Linked DNA regions of Canis lupus: region 2 is linked to region 1. The links are chromatin contacts, called in public Hi-C maps. All regions are on one chromosome and are shown on one strand. The core of a region is the stretch at or near the end of the contact, and the rest is flanking DNA. Distances in the headings are between cores, read along the strand shown. Region 1 has its middle 21 kb from the start of HRH2. Region 2 has its middle 44 kb from the start of SFXN1.

Region 1 (3,998 bases), core at 317-2,816:
TGGCCCTCACCTCTTTTCCACTCCTATCACAAGACAATCTTTATTCCCCTGGCAGGGTCAATCTACTTTTCTTTTTTCTAAATATTTTCATTATAGTATTTATTTCATTCACTTATCCAACCGACATTTATTGGGCATTTATTAATATGTGCCGGCTACTGTTACAGGCTCTGGGGAGACACAGGGAACCATACAAACAAGGTTCCCACTCCTCCACCGGCTACGTTCTGGTGAGATAAAGCAGACAATAAGCATTAAAACAAAATAATTCTAGATACTGATGAGTGTTTTCATCAGAATAAAAAGGGATGATGTGAAACGCACTGCAGTGAGGGAGTAACTGCTTTAAGTAAGATGATCAGGCCTTGTGGCCTCTCTGACGTGTGAGGTGCCAGGAAGATGTGGGGGAAGAACAACCTCAGAAGAAGGAACTGCCAATGCAAATGGTCTGTGGTATGGCCCAGCACAGCCCATTCTGGGCATGAGTAGGAAGTGACTATAGCTGAGGCACGTGGAGTGAGGCAGAATGTGGTGAGACATGAGACCAGAGAGGTAAGCCAGATCATGTTGGCTGTGATAGCAAGCTTGGATTTTGATTCTAACTACAACAGGAAGTCATGGGAGGGTTTTGAGCAGGGAGTACAGAGGCTTGATCTGATTTACACTTTTTAAGAGATGACCTATGCAGCTTTGTAAATTGTAGGTGAGCAAACATGGAATCTAGCAAGAGCTTGGAGGCTCTTGCTGTCATTCCAAGATGACTTGGATGCTTGGCCTACCACACCGCCCTGCAGAAACTGTGACCTCAGAGCTCCAGAGGGCTGTGGCTTTAGTCTGCATCTCAGCCTGGGAGACACAGGGCCAGGCCCATAGTGACAGAATGGCCTAGGGTGATATGTCAATCATCATTAGCACACCTCGGACATGTATGCTCAGCTGAGCCAGCATCTTTTTGCTCTCTTTTGCCAAGCTTCTATGAAAACTTCCTTCTTTGTATCAGGCTCCCCAAGCAATTAGGGGCAGCCTGTGTGACCACCTGCTTCTCCTGTCCAGGCCTAGCACAGCCCATGGCCATCCTGCGCACCCAGGTTACCTCTATCCATGTCCGCATGGTTAGCACAGCAGCCTTGACATCTTGACATTTAAGGGTTTTCCCATCTGAGAGCCTCTGTTTTCATACCCAAAAGCCCCTTTCCTAAGACCCTCTTCTCTACCTCTTCTCTTCCTCCATCCCTTCTTCCAACTAGAACAAACCCAGTTTGGGGTTTTCTGAAGTTCCATTGATCTCAGAATTATCCAGGCTTTTTCCCAGAAACGAGTGCTTTCTCTCCTGTAGCCTGATTCCAGGTGGCAGAGTGCTGGGCACCCACTGCTGAGTGGTGCCACCTGATTCCTGGGCCACAGCTGGGGGTGCCCTTCCACTGCTACCATCTCACAACTGCATCTGGGTCCCAGCCAGGGCTGAGGAGAGTGGGGGAGTGGTTGCATGTGAGGGGGGGAATGAAGGGAAGAGGGGTAGTGTGACAGAAAGAAAGACGAAGGGGGACACGTCAGAGCCAGAGAGAGAGGGAAGGAAAGAAGGTCTGGGAGAAAGTAGGGGAGCGTGGGGGAGAGGGCCTGCGGGGAGGGAGCAAAGCCGTGTGCTGTGCACGGAGGCGGCAGGGGAGAGGGAGAGAAAGCGGGGAGCAGGGAGCCCGGGAGGGGCCGGGGAGGGTGGGCGGGAGCGGCTGCGAGCGAGGAGGAGCGAGTTGGGGGCGGAGACGAGGAAGTGGGCGCCGGGCGCGGGGCGCGGGCGGGCGGGGCGCTCGCTCCATCCCTGCCCGGAGCGGAGCCGGCGCGGGCGCTGGACGCCGGGAGCCTGGAGCCGAAGCCGGAGCCGCCCCGCGCGGCGCTCAAGGTAACGCGGCCGCCGAGCCTCCCCGCGGGGCCTCGGCTGGGGGGGGGGGGTCCCCGCCGCCGCCGCCGTGACCCTAACCCCGAGTGCGAGCTCGGCCCCGCCGCGGCTCGCGGACTGTGCCTGACCTTGGACGATTCTCTCCGCCTGCGAGCCTCAGTTTCCTTCTCTGTGACCCGCGGGGGCCGTGCGCGCGCCAAGGGGGCGCTGCAAGGACGGAGGCAGCCCCGGGTCACAGCCGGGCTCGGGGCGCGGGGTCCGTGGGTTGTCCCCTCTGCCCGCGTGGGGGTGGATTTGGGAAGTCCGCTCGCGCCGGAGAGGTCCCTGCTTTGGCCGCGGCCCCAGGGCGATGGCATTTTCTCGGGGCGTTGTGTCTGCGGGAGCACGGAACGACATTCTGCTTAAGGAAAGCCAGGAGAAGGCTGGGGGTGGGCAGGAAGGGGCTCTGAGCTCCTCGGGAGCCGAGGCACTTGGCCTTCGTCCTCCTGGGCTGCTGGCCTCTGCCCAGTAGCAAGGTCGGGGCAGGGCTTGCCTGGACCCATTTGGGTCTGGGATGAGCTGGGCACGTGGCCTTGGCTAGGAATCCCGGTTCGCTGATTGAAACACCTGCAGTTGACCTTGACCATGTGAACCTCAGTTTCCAACTCTGCAAAGAGGGGTGGGTATGCTGACGGCCCCTTTGAGAAGGCTATGAGGTTAAGAAGATGGGGCAGCAAAGTACCCGCCGGTTGTGGTGTCCCTCCAGGGCAGCCCTCATACCCTAAACTTCAATGGCCAGAGTCCCGGTTCTGGTTCCCTGCTGGGAACTCATTTTTACGTGGCAGGTCATTTCTGGTCTCCTTTGCCAGAGGTGGCCAGTGGCCCAGTTGGGCATGAAGCAGGGTGCAGGGAAGGGGGGTGGGGGGCAGGTGCCCCTTCCACTCCAGACACACATCCTGATGGTTCTCTGAGACATGAAATCTGTGAGATGACAGTCTGTCCGGGAAAACTCCTGGTGGAATCTCTCTGAGCCTCAGTATCTTATTTGTAATGGGACCTTATAAATTCATACTTACTAATGAGCGCCCTGTTGCTGGAGGTTATAAAAGGCAATGAGATAGATTACATTTATTGACATTTTTGACTGTGAGATATAATGAGAATTGAATGGAACGAGAAAGTCACATTTCTCCTGCCCTTGCTCTGTGCAGGCCTGGGACTTGGTGCCTTATGCATCCAGTGTAGGCTATAGTCTCCGCAAGGATCCTGGGAAGCTGGTCCCATTAAACACTGAAATAACAGGCCAGGAAACCAAGTCTCATGAGGGTAAATGGTTTCCACATGGTCACACTTTTGGGACGTGCTTGTGTTGGGATTGATCCTAGATCTGCCTGATTCCAAGTTCTATCCTAGATCTGCCTGATTCCAAGTTCTTCTGATGGTACCACACTGGATCCCAAATATGACTGTGGAAGGTGTCTAGCATGGGACCTGGCAGGGGCCCAGTCAGCACTGGTTTCACCATCCACATGTAATAGGAGGAGCTGCTGTATAAACAGTGGAGAAAGTGTGACTGAGTCTGGCAGCGGGATTGGGATACCTTTGCCTAGTGATGATTTCTCTAGGTGTCTGGAAGGAAGGAAGGAAGGTCACTATTTAGCACCACAGATAGAAAGCAGATCTCAGGCTGGCTCACCCAAGCCAGCCAACAGTTCTCTTCCTCCATCACTTTGTCCTAGTCAACTTTGTCTCCATTAACTTTGGCCTCAGCTACTTCTCCTGGCTTCACGGACACTTTTTGGTCTCCATCCACGGATGACTAACTAAACTGACCCTCCCAGCTGACACGTCCAGGCAAAAAGAAGTCCAGCTGGGGTCCATCATCAATGCTCGGAGAAGGGGAAACAGGATTAAGTCCCAATTCCAAGGATTTAGCTCAGCCTGGGGGAAGAAATCCCTGATGATGGGAAAAATGGATGCCTAGCTATGGGGAAATGGGTGTCTCCGCCAGCTAGAGAGGTTCCTTTGCCAAAAATGTTTTAAAAGAAGGGAAGACATCCAGATGAAGTGATGGGAATATGAACAAAGGCTCTTTCAGATGCAAAGATTCTCATCAACAATCAGA
Region 2 (3,518 bases), core at 714-3,213, 74 kb before region 1:
TCTCATTCCCACATACACACCCACACACATAAGGTAGGTCAGCGAGGTCATTTCCATCCAGATAAGAGTCCCAGGTTAAAGTAAGAGTGAGAACCAGTGGCTCTCAAAATGTAGCCCCCAGACCAGCAGCAGCAGCATCACTGGAAACTAGAAATGTATGTTCTCGGGCCCTTTCCGTAAGCGCTGAATCAGAAGCTCGGTGAGGGGGGTGCTAGGGGAAAGCCCAGACAGTTCTTAGCAAGCCCTCTGAGTGATTCTGATACAGACTGGGTGGCTCTTCTGATGACTGCTGCAGTTGAATTCAGCTCCATTCCATGAATTGAGCAGGCAAAGCAATGTCAACCTCAGCCTCCTCATCTGGAGAATGAAAATAACCCTCCTTCCCACACTGGGTACCCGTGAGGATCCAGGGAGTATTAATAAATAGCACCTAGCCTGGTGCCCGGCACAGTGCACGTTGACTCAGCACATTGTAGCTTAACTTCAAATGTGTGATCCCCAGGGCTGAAAGTTTGGCAACACTGTTGGTGATCTCGCTGGGAAACAGGCACTCTCATGACTGCGGGTGGGTGTGCAAGTTGCTGTGATTTCTCCGCAAGACAGTTTGGCAGTATCTATCAAAACTTACAAAAGCACATGCCCCCTCTTAAGCAAATCCGCTTCTAAGAATTAATCCCACAGACGAACACAGTCGGGTTCATGGAAGGCCTGGCTACTCCCATGGGAGCCATATGGAGGCAATGTGTCAGGCAGGAGTTGGAAGAAGGGGGAGGTTGGAGGGTGTTTCCAAAGAAATTGCTAAGCAGGAAAAAAAGAAAGTATACTCTACTGTGGGGTAGTCTAAAATACAAGAATATATTTTCCCTTGGGAACTCTTTAAAAAAAAAAAAAGATTTTGTTTATTCACTTGACAGAACACAAGCAGGGGGAGCGGTTGAAGCAGAGTCCCTGCTGAGCGGGAAGCCTGATGTGGGGCTCGATCCCAGGACCTTGGGATCATGACCCAAGCAGAAGGCAGCCACTTAACTGAGTCACTCTGCCCCCCACCTTGGGGACTTTTTCTTTTTTTTAAGGTTATTTACAGAGAGACAGACAGACAGAGGGAGAAGCAGGCTCCATGCAGGGGGCCTGATGCAGGACTCAATCCCAGGTCTCCAGGATCACGCTCTGGGCTGAAGGTAGCGCTAAACTGCTAAGCCACAGGCGCTGCCCACCCCCTTGGGGACTTTACAGTTTTTTTCTGATTTGGATTCTTGTGAGATAGATAGATTCATAGCAGCCGATTGTCACAAGTATAAATAAGTTGAGAAGAAAGGCTATCTCTGGATGGTGGGATTATAAGGGATTTTTACATTTTTATGCTTTTCTGATTTTTTCAGCCTTCTGTTTCAGAACTCAGGACATATTAAATAGTATTTTTCAAACCTCTGTGTATGATAATCCCAATTTTCTAATAAATGCACTGATATGTATAAAAGATGTATTAAAAAAAAAAAAGATGTATTAGAGGGCAGCCCCGGTGGCTCAGCAGTTTGGCACCGCCTGCAGCCCAGGGCGTGATCCTGGAGACCTGGGTTCAAATCCCACGTCGGGCTCCCTGCATGGAGCCTGCTTCTCCCTCTGCCTGTGTCTCTGCCTCTCTCTCTCTCTCATGAATAAATAAATAAAATCTTAAAAAAAAATAAAAAAGATGTATTAGAAGGATACCAAAATGGTTAACAGTTGTCTCTGGGTTTAGATGTAACCTGTATTTTGTTTACAGTTTCCTGTGTCTCAGATTTTCTGGAATGCGTCTGTATTCATTTTATAATCAGAAAAACATCAAGTTCAGGCTGTAGAGTAGTAATGCAGTAGCTCGATCTGCCTCACGGGATCATTGCCAGCCCCAAGCAGGCTAGGCTCCCCGGGGTCCTGAGCTCCCGTGGGGAGGGAGCGGGGGTGCTGAGAGGCGCCGCTAGGGTGCAGCATTGCCTGCAAGATCGAGCGCTGAGCCTCCCGTCACCCCCAGCCTACCGCAGGCGTCCCGGGGCAGCCCAGGGCAGGCAGCCGGAGATCAGGGAGACCGTGGATCTCTGCATTTCCGAGACCACCTCAGGAAGAGTGTAGAAAAACCTGGGGGAAGGACGATCTCTCCAGCTGCTGGACAGATAGCCTGCTTTGGCACCCAACAGGCAGGAATGGATTCAGCCATTGAAACACCTGACCCCGGCGGGCGGGGTGGAGCAAAAAGCAAAACAATGAGTGACCCAGTCCATACCCTCAAGGCCATAAGGACTGTGACACAGCCGGTGACCCCAGGATGATGAACCCTGAACCCAGCTGGGGGAGGCGAGCTGGAAATCAAGGAGGACTTTAGGGAGCGGCACATCAGCAAGAGGAGTAGGAAGTACTGAAGGGGAGGGGAGAGAGGGCAGGAAGAAACCAGTGCTTCTGGTTGGAAGGAACAGTCAGGGGAGGACCTGGAGACCCGAGAAAGTGTGGCTAAGTATTGTGTGCAAGGGAGGGAGCTTTCAGAAAGATGCCCCCAGGTGTCGGGGGCCAGGTGTTCAGTGCCCAGAGAAGGAGCACGTGGTCTTCAACCTGAAGCCCCGGCTCGTTCCAAAGGGTTCTGTGCAGGGCAGGAGGAGTAGTCAAATCCTAGCTCTGCCACGTACTATTTCCATGATAATGCGAAAAGCCAGTTCCCCTCTCTGAGCCTCAGTTTTCTCATCTGTAAAATGGAGATAGTAAAATCCACTTTATGGTCTTGTGAAGCTTAAAAGGGGTAGGTGGAGAACCCGAAGTCATGACTTTCCTTCCCTGTCTTTTTACTTTACTGCTATTTGGGGGGGCAGCCCGGGTGGCTCAGCAGTTTAGCGACGCCTTTCACCCAGGGTGTGATCCTGGAGTCCCGGGATCGAGTCCCACATTGGGCTCCCTGCATGGAGCCTGCTTCTCCCTCTGCCTGTGTCTCTGCCTCTCTCTCTCTCTCTCATGAATAAATAAGTAAAATCTTTAAAAAAAAATTTTTTTAAATACTGCTATTTGGGCAATAGTATTCAAATGGAAAAATCAGACAAACAGGCCATTCCTAGTTTGTCCATGGTGTCAGCTTGGCAAACATTAGTAGTCCAGGGGAGTCATCCCGGCTAGCTTCTAGGGGCCAGGAAATCATTTTATCATGTGTGATTGCAATCAAGAACATGTTCTGCCCTCGGTCCCATTTATAATGAAAACTTATTTTAATCATGTGCAATCTCCAGGAAAGATGGTAACACAAGGAACAGTTTAAAAAAAAATAATAAAAAGCTAAAAAGCTTATCTCTATAAGACCGTCTACTCTATTGAAATGTTAAAGGACACAACCTCCTAACACAGACTGAATACTAAATGTGGCTTTAGAATGCAGGGGTGAGGCGCCAGGACCCCATCACCACCACCACTCCACCATCCCACCCCCCCGCCCAGAGCCTTGTCAGGACAACGTTGTGGGGTGAGTGCAGATGCTGACAGAGGCAGGAAGCACAGAAGCACAGCAG

Evidence for each region. Hi-C and Micro-C count contacts between places; a contact is called where the count stands out from the background.
Region 2: a Hi-C map of blood shows a contact between it and region 1, with 2.0 times the contacts expected there. The contact joins two enhancer-like sites. A contact is called at or near these places in 2 of 9 Hi-C or Micro-C datasets (blood and skin fibroblasts).

The regions. Positions count from the first base shown.
Region 1 is chr4:38,292,934-38,296,931 of UU_Cfam_GSD_1.0, reverse strand. No RefSeq gene overlaps it. Among named protein-coding and RNA genes, the nearest start is that of HRH2, 21 kb to the right of the region's middle. Within about 2 kb of position 1,566, at least 5 of the 20 cell types and tissues checked have an H3K27ac peak or open chromatin away from gene starts, as enhancers often do.
Region 2 is chr4:38,367,891-38,371,408 of UU_Cfam_GSD_1.0, reverse strand. No RefSeq gene overlaps it. Among named protein-coding and RNA genes, the nearest start is that of SFXN1, 44 kb to the left of the region's middle. Within about 2 kb of position 1,963, at least 6 of the 20 cell types and tissues checked have an H3K27ac peak or open chromatin away from gene starts, as enhancers often do.